2 separate regions of the Triticum aestivum genome follow, and region 1 is linked to region 2. Evidence: chromatin contacts called from public Hi-C data. All regions are on one chromosome and are shown on one strand. The core of a region is the stretch at or near the end of the contact, and the rest is flanking DNA. Distances in the headings are between cores, read along the strand shown.

Region 1 (4,186 bases), core at 626-3,125, 450 kb after region 2:
GAGTCTGGTGGACCGTCAGTGACGAAAGTATCATCATGAACCCTGAGTCACTGACGGGCCACTCGGGCGTCAGTGATGATACTATTTGGCCGGTCAGTGTTGTTTAGATCTGTAGTAGTGTATTCAGCAACAACTTCTTCGAGCTCGACAGCGAATGAAGAGCCAGGCAGATAAAATGCATGGTGAGGGTTCCTTACAAGTGGGGGAAGATGCTTATTTAAAGTTGCGACCATATGTTCAAACTTATATTGCACGACGCTCAAACCAGAAGTTGAGTTGCAAATTCTTTTGTCCTTGATAAATCATTCAAAAAATGGGTATTGTTGCCTACAAATTGCAGTTACCACAAGGCGGTCTTATTCATCCCATGGTCCATGTCTCCCTCTTGAAGAAAAGATATTCCTGCTCAAGCTACTCTTGAGGTGGATCTTCCCCGTTGCTTGTATATCAATGGAGGCAGATCTTTTGGTTCTTCACATTTTGGATACCAAGCAAATTCAAACGGATGCATTCCAGATCCGATCCGCTTGGCTATGTAATGGGAAAAGAGGCTACAATACAGATAAGAAGAAAAGTACTAAGTTTTAACTCCATTTCCCTCTCTTCGCGCTACTTTGTATCTTCAATCCTTCTTCTTTTCGAGTTGAACTGATCTAAACTATACTCGGTGTGTTGCCAGTGGTAGATCGTAGCAGCTCTTCAAAGATATGCGAGAAGGAGGAGGACTCACGGGAGAGGGCACTGACCTTGCGCCGCCATCGAGCTCTGTTGCACTCCGCTTCTCGTCTCGTCTCGCAGAGTTGTTCTTTTCCTTTCCCCACGAGGGCACGACGGGGTAAGCGGCGCGGGCCAAATACGTAGCAAAACCGAGGGATTTGGCTCCATATCGGAGAGTGGGGCGTGCATGTTGGCGTGGGGCATGCAATATCGGGCTTCAACTCCACGCCTGAATGTTGTAGCCAACCAAACAATGTTATTCAGTCTACCTGAATGCGGAAGTCCAATTCGAGCTCCTAATATCAACATCCAAACGGTGTGTCAGAGCCTAATGGTATGCCCCCAATCTGGTCGAGAATAAATTTCATCACTGCATTTATGTTGCGCAAAGTAACAGGTGAATCCTGGCGGTATCTGGCCTTTATCCGACAGAACCAAGGATCCTCGGTTGCGAGTGGGATCGAAGAATGGAGTACACGATGTTATGTCACAAAATGCTTACTATCATTTCTTAGGCCTCGTACAATGCAAGGTGCTTAGGAAAGTTACTTAAAGAAATAAACCAGTTTTTCTTAAGCACTGGTGCTTATTTTTAGAGGATAGACGCTTCATTAGTCATCACTCACGTAGAGATAAGCACCTATGCTTAATAAAAATTCGGTTTATTTTACTAAGCACCTTCCTAAACATTTTGCATTTTACAATGCCTTAAAATACAATCAAGTTCTGTATTAGCATAGTAGTGGCACAAACGTGTGTTGTACGACAAGACACGAGGTCATTTTCGGTCCTTTCCCTAGATCTCAAATAAGTAGGCAAAATCTGTGGAACACGTCGCCGTCCTTGCCTCCCCAAGTTGCCACAACTCAACATCCAAATCGCGAAAAATGTAAGGTCGAGATCCCTGACAAACCTGAAGCGCAGATGAAGAAACAAATGTGCGCACACACAATTCCTATCAACAAAAATCCTCTCCTAAACTTGGCCATGAATTCTCCATCCCCTCTCTCTCTCTCTCTCTCTCTCTCTCTCTCTCTCTCTCTCTCTCGGCCCCCGTGGAACACAAGAAACCTCTTATGATTAGCTCTAACAAACGCATGGCTCCCAATCAATTATTGGTGTCCCTCCCGGAGGGCGCCACGAAACAAGAGGCTTGGAGGCAAACAAGGAGAGAGATGACAACCGCCCGCGCGCGCGCACGCCAGAAACGAGTTCCACCCATAAATAGATACTCGTCTCCCTCCTCCGCCTGCGATCCTCCTCCCTGCCCCATTTCTCTCCTTCCTCCACCCACCCGGCTTTCGTTTCTTGGAAGCGAGAGGAGGGACGGGGAGGGAGAGGGGGCGGAGGGCGCCGGTGAGCTTTGCCAGGGAAGCTGCTTGCGTGGGGCTTTGCACGGCCGGGCCCCGCCCACGCTTCCCTCTTGCTCACTCACTCCCACCAACGCTCGCCTCTCACCTACTCTCTCTCTCTCTTATCTCCTTCCAAGATCCCTTTTTCCCTTTCGTCTTTGCTAGGACCATTCTTTGATCTTTCCTTGGCTCCAAATACTCCCGTTCCAGCTGCGGAGATCCCACCTCGGTTCCCTCCCGTCGGAGTAATCTTAGCTCGAATTTGACTTGTTTCTTGCTCTTCTTTTTTGTGGCTGCTCAGTTGGTGCGCGTCTCCGCTTCAATCCGAGAACAACCCCCGCTCGGCAACAAGTGTCCCCCTTCTTCTCCGGGCTTCGATTCGATCGAATCCCACCCAATATTTTTCTAACCCTTTCTGAAGTGGGTTCCATCGCCTAGCTTTCTCCGATCGGCCGGAGAAAGCAGCTGAGTTAGTGGTTGATGCGGCTGTGGTCGTAGAGGCGGCAGCATCTCATCTCTCTTTCTTCCACTGGGTCTGGGTCTGGGTGGCTTGCGTTGTTTATTTGCGAGGAGCACTGTGCAGTCGCAGTGCTCCACGGCTCGCTTCTTTGCCTCTCATCAATGCTTGCCCTGGTCGCCACCTTCGTCTTCTCCTGCCTCCTCTTCTTGTCCAAGCCATGCGCCCGTGACATGAGACTCTTCCTCGCTTCCATCTCCCAACAACTCGCGCTCTCGCTGCTCGGATTCTTGGCCGGCTACAGGCTGCTCGGCGGCGTCGCCTCCACGGCCGCGGACGCCATGCCCCTCATGCCTTCCTTCAAGAGGAAGCGCCCGGCCGCCAAGCTGGAGACTACGGATACGACCGGCGAGCCGTCGGTGCTCGACCTCCCGGAGCTGGCCATCGACTGCATTCTCGCCAAGCTGCCGCCGGCGGAGCTGCGGAACATGGCCGCCGTCAGCCGGTCCATGCGGGAAAGGTGCAGGAGCGACCACCTCTGGGAGCGCCACATGTCCGACAAGTGGGGTTCTGTCCTGGGTACCGCCGCGAGGGACGAGTGGAGGTCGTATCTGTCCTCGTCGACCGCGGCCGGCGGCGGCGCGTCGGGGTGCGGGTCTGCTGGCAGCGGCAAGCACCGGAGGTGGCTTGCCGCGCTGTCCTGCGTCTGCCCGGTGGTGTCCTGGATGCGGCCTAGGGCCGACGGCGGCGCCGGCACGTCCGCGGGCCCTGTGCTGGATGATTCCATCATGTCGTGGTATCTCCACCTGGAGAGCGGCAAGTTCTGGTTCCCCGCACAGGTCTACAACCGAGAGGTACAATAATCTTCATGCTTGAGCAGAGCAGTTGCTATGATTTCATTTCACTTATTGTAAAGCATGCAATTAAGTATGCTTTGTTAATTGTCAGTTGGTCATCCAGTGCCAATTATTAGACTGTTAGGGATGAATTATTAGAAGCAAGCTGTAGAGTAATCATTTAAGCTTACACCTTAATTTGGTTGGGTGGATTTGCTTCTCTGGTTTCCAGTTGAGTTGTTCATGTTCCTCTGAGCTCCTGTCTTCTTTTAGTTTTCAACTAACGATATTTCTGTTTCGTTTGACAAAGAAATCCTGAGACTTTCATGTTTGTTTTGCAGCATGGGCATGTTGGGTTCATGATGTCATGCTATGATGCAGAGCTCAGCTATGATTTCCGCACTGACACGTTCCACGCAAGGTACTAAGTTCTGTATGATTTTAAGCATAAACTGTGAACGTGCTACATGGTTTCTAGGCACACAACTAGTGGAGATGATTCATACCTCTCTCTTCCTTTTTTTTTTGTATCTTCAAGTTCTCTATCTGAGATAACTCAAAATAGAAAGCATTTGACGTGCCAGGTATCCACCACACGGGCGACGAACTGTAGTCTTGGAAGATGGCGTGCAATGGGACAGGATCAGGGCACCTCGGGTCGAAACTCTTGCACATGACCTGCATGCCTCTGACTGCTTACATGAACTACGGCCTGGCGATAACATTGAGATTCAGTGGAGAAGGAACAAGGAGTTCCCATATGGTATGTTCCCAGCTGCCCAACAATGCAGTGTTTGCTTTGGACAGTGTTGGAAGAATCATTA
Region 2 (4,314 bases), core at 698-3,197:
TAGATTGCTTTTTGTGGGAATTCTCCACTGATGCTCGTATGATGGATGTGGACATTGAAGTTTGTTCCTGGAATTTCTTCTTATAATAAAGTGTAGTGGTCTTGTCTATTCTGCAATGTTCCTTTGGAACAACCTATGAAGAAAATTTTAGGCCAACTTTACTTGGGTTTTAGAGCAATTCTGTAGGAATTCTAAAGGATAGGATTTTTTTTTTTGCAGCACTTAAGTTTGTAGGAATGATTCCTATTCCTATGTAGGATAGGAACAAATCCTTCATATTTCAAAGGAAAAAAGGACAATAGTCTAGAACCAAATTAAAAATTCATATCTTATGAATCAAGCGACATCTCTTTAATACTATAGGCAATTGAGATACTCCGAGAACTAAAGTGATCTCACTTTTCCTATTCCTCCAAAGAGGAATTAAGCTGAAAAACAGAAGTGTAGGACTCGCAACATTTGGCTATCGCATTGTCATTTGTGCCCCTCATTATTGTTTATAACTCAGGTCTTGAGAGATAAACCCTCCAGCCTTTGCTAGTTGAAAGTCTTATCACGAGCTTAATCCTACGAAGAAGCTATCCAGATTGGCGAAGTACTCCCTCCGTAAACAAATATAAAAGCGTTTACATTACTTGTTTGTTTACGGAGGGAGTACTAGTTGAGAATATTTCATGACAAACACAGATACAGCAAGGGAAGGCAAAATTCCCCTGAAGAAAGCAGCTTTCAACCAAGGATTTCCTGACGTCGGCGCCCAATGCCCCCGGCCGGGCGTCCCTCAGCCTGAAGACGCTCTCCACCACTGAGAGCTCGGTGGCCGTGGTGTCGGAACCGCAGAAGGCCGCCCAGTCGTTGACCACCATGCCGGCCGCGATGCCATCGCTCCCCCGGTTGACGGTGCCGGCGACGAGGGGCACCTGCAGCAGCGTCGACAGCTCGTCCAGGTCCTCCACCGACGTCTGCGGGTGAACCTACACACACGCACAGTCAGGTCGACGAGTTTCAGAAATCAAGCAGTGAGGTTGAATCGTAGGTAGGGTGTGATGAGGAGCGTAGCGTACAAGTCCCCCTTTGTTGGAGAAGGCGCAGGAGCTGCCGACCAGGATGCTCCCTGCGATGGTCTGCCTGAACACCTCCACCCCAAGAACGTCCGAGATGATCTCCTCGGTTTCCTTGGTGAGATCTGGTTTTGTGAGAGCCACGTGGTCGTTGCAGGCAATGCAGTTGCCGAGGGCGGAGAGCCGCTCGTCGACACGCTGGACGACCACCTCATCAGGCAGGCTATTCTTGAGGTGCTGGAGCTCTGTGGCAGGCAGGCATTTGAAACCCATGTCAGGTCACTGCTGACTCACTCACTGGACAAGGAAGGACCTTCCTTTCTTACCTTGGTCGTTAGTGGTGTGTGGTAGAAGAAGGCCCTTCTTGTTGCCCACGCACAATGTCCTGAGGATCCTCATGCCGCCGATGGATGCCTTGACCACCGGGACGGTGTCGGCGAGCTCGGCCTCAAACACACTGCAACCACAAGACAACGAGAGGACCAATTAGAAGACAAGAAGCCACCAGGGGTCGCGATTAACCAACCTGGTGAAATTCTCCGCCCCACCGGCCGGGACGAGGCAGTAGGCGTTGGTGAGCCTCGCGAACACCCCGACCTCGCACGAGTTCTCAAACTGAGAGACACCAAACCAAACCAAAGCATCATCGCATCGATCAATTTTTTTTTTAAGAAAAAGAGGAAATCTGATCAAGGCAGGCTGGATCGGAGGGGGACTTACGGGACGCCATTGTCGGACGAGCTCACGAAAACCTCTGCCGCCGGTGAGTAGGGTAGGGTTTAGCGGGCGGGCGGGGTTAGGCAGGCTCGATGAGGTGCGCGCAGTTGGTCAAGAACTCAATATATTTGGGTGATGGAGGTGAACTCCTCTTATAATACGCATCGCAGTCTGCACGTGCCGTGGTTACGTTCTCTCCAAGTTTATGCCCACCACGGATCTGCTCTTGGCTTTTGCTTTGCTTCAGTCGTTTTGGGTTTACGTTGGCGCCACGCTTCTCTCGCGCTGCCAGCCGCAGCGGCTCCTGGAGGTCAAATCCAATATAGGCAGCTCGTGTCATCCCCGTGGTGACAAAAGAAAAGGAAAATGTTGTCTTGCTGACGTTCTCCAGGAGGCTGGTGCTGACGAACTACCTTCTAACCGTGACCACCGATTCCTCGCCCCTTGCTGACGATATTTTTTGCCGCGGCCGACGATGTGGAAGCATCTTTTTTTGCTAGAACCGCCGACAATATTTTCTGGGACCGGCTAATTTTGTGGAGCGACCGGCGACTTTTGGAGATTTTCTTTCCTGAAATTTGTTTTTTGCTGGGAGACGGTCGTGCAAAGCCGACGACAACGAGTGAGGGCCGGTGATGGTAGTGTTGCTACTGGTGATGGAGGGGGGGGGGGGGGGGGGGTAGGAAAGGCGACGAGGTTTGCTACGCGCTAGATGGTGAGCCGCCAGATCCTCGCCTATGGTCCAAGGCCCCAAACGGGCTGGCAAGCGACCACTCTCGCGGGTGAGGGAATCTTTTTGTTCTCTTCTTTTCTGCTTTTTTTCACCATGTCGGCCTCTCTGGTGGCCACCTGTTGAATGTTGGGCCGGTCGACTAAATAATACCCTTAGTGCAACGTGTGGGCCTCTTTGGTGGCGTATCCCTCCTAAGTCGTGACTCCTCATGGTTAACTACTGTTTTTCCGCAAGAGTTATATCTCACTTATAGCGAGAGAGAAGCTGCTCTCGCGTCAGGCACAACACGCGCCGGCCGGCATATTAGTGTAGGACTCGCTCACTATATGTTCGCTCTGCTCTGGTTTTCTCCCATTTTTAATTTTTAATTTTTCTTTTATTTTTTTATATTTTAACCATTTTTTCTTTTCCCTTTTCTTCGTTATAATTCCAGTTTTCTTTATATTACACTTGTTTTCTTTGCTTTTCATGGTTTTCACTTGTTTTTATTTTCTTTTCTTTTATTCTTTGTTTTTCTTTTGGTTTTATTTTCTTTTCTCTGTTTTCATTGTTTTGTTTCTTTTATCTTTCTTCGGTTTCATTTATTTTCTCTGGTTTTTGTATTTATCTTCTTTTTCACCAATTTATTTGGTTTTCTTCGGGTTTTTTATTTATTTCTTTTTCTGTGCATTTCTTTATGGTTTTCACTAGTTTAAAAACCTTTTTGATTGTCATTTTTTTGTTTTCTATGTGTTGTTTGTATCTTTTTTCTTGGTTTTTAATACATGTTAAACATTTTAAAAGTACCCAGCTAATTTTTTTAAATAAATATTTTTGATGTATGTATTTTTCGTATACATCAACAACATGTTTTTATACAAGTTTAGTTCTTTTAGTTTACTTGATATTTTTTTAAATATATGTGTTTGATGACTACTTTTTTTTTTCATATTCATACATTTTGTGTCTACATCAGGAATGTTTAAATACATGATTAACATTTATTTTTGCAAATTTATGTTTGACAACTACTTTTTTCATGCAGATTGTATATTTTCCTTATACACCGGGATTTTTTTAATATAAGTTCAATTTTTTTGAAATATATGATTAAATTTTTTCATTACACGATCACCATTTTTCAAAAGTTTATGTTTTGTTGTTCAATTTTTTAATACACGTTTCAAATTTTCCATATACATAAGGAACATTTTTTATACACTTTTAATATTTTTAAATAGATGATTAACATTTTGTTCAAATATTTGATGACTAATTTTTTCATATACATTGTACATTTTTTGTATATATCAGGTACATTTTTAATACCTTTTTAACTTTTTTATATGCAATCAATTTTTTTATAGAACTAACAAAACAATAAAAGACATTTTTTTTGTGGGCATAAAAGATTCAACTTCATATAGACTTAACAGAAAAACCAAATAAGAGAGGCGCTTGCCCCATCAGGATTGGATCCCGCCGCCACTGCGACCCACATGTGTTCACTGAAAAAAGAGCAGTGCAGTTTTTATAAGCTCGTGGCAGGCCGCCTGGGCCTGGCCATGGACACGGCGCTGCGCGGGCGAGCTTTTGGTTCTACCTCGTTTTTCTACTGCCCGTTTATCCTGATTCCTTGTGCGCTTCTATCCTACGTGCATAATATTACCCAGATGATGATCTGTTAAATGCAAAGTTAAAAAAAGACTCTTCCTTCACATGGCAAAGTATAATGGTAGGCACAAATACACTGAAACGTGGCTACATTTGGCGAGTGGGGAACGAACACAACATCAATATCTGGGAAGATACCTGGATCCCAAA

What was found. A called contact is a pair of places that touch in the nucleus more often than the background predicts.
Region 1: a contact with region 2 is called in a Hi-C map of leaf, with 5 times the contacts expected there. The contact joins the promoter of LOC123078208 here to the promoter of LOC123078207 in region 2. A contact is called at or near these places in 2 of 5 Hi-C or Micro-C datasets (both in leaf).

The regions. Positions count from the first base shown.
Region 1 is chr3D:189,369,211-189,373,396 of IWGSC CS RefSeq v2.1, forward strand. It overlaps LOC123078208 (F-box protein At2g32560), which reads left to right and starts at 1,876. Exons shown (of 5, transcript XM_044500627.1): 1 at 1,876-3,380; 2 at 3,704-3,783; 3 at 3,947-4,125. The coding sequence starts at 2,691.
Region 2 is chr3D:188,916,797-188,921,110 of IWGSC CS RefSeq v2.1, forward strand. LOC123078207 (eukaryotic translation initiation factor 6-2) reads right to left here and starts at 1,948. Exons shown (of 5, transcript XM_044500626.1): 1 at 1,782-1,948; 2 at 1,584-1,676; 3 at 1,388-1,518; 4 at 1,065-1,306; 5 at 312-974. The coding sequence starts at 1,460. The coding sequence ends at 627.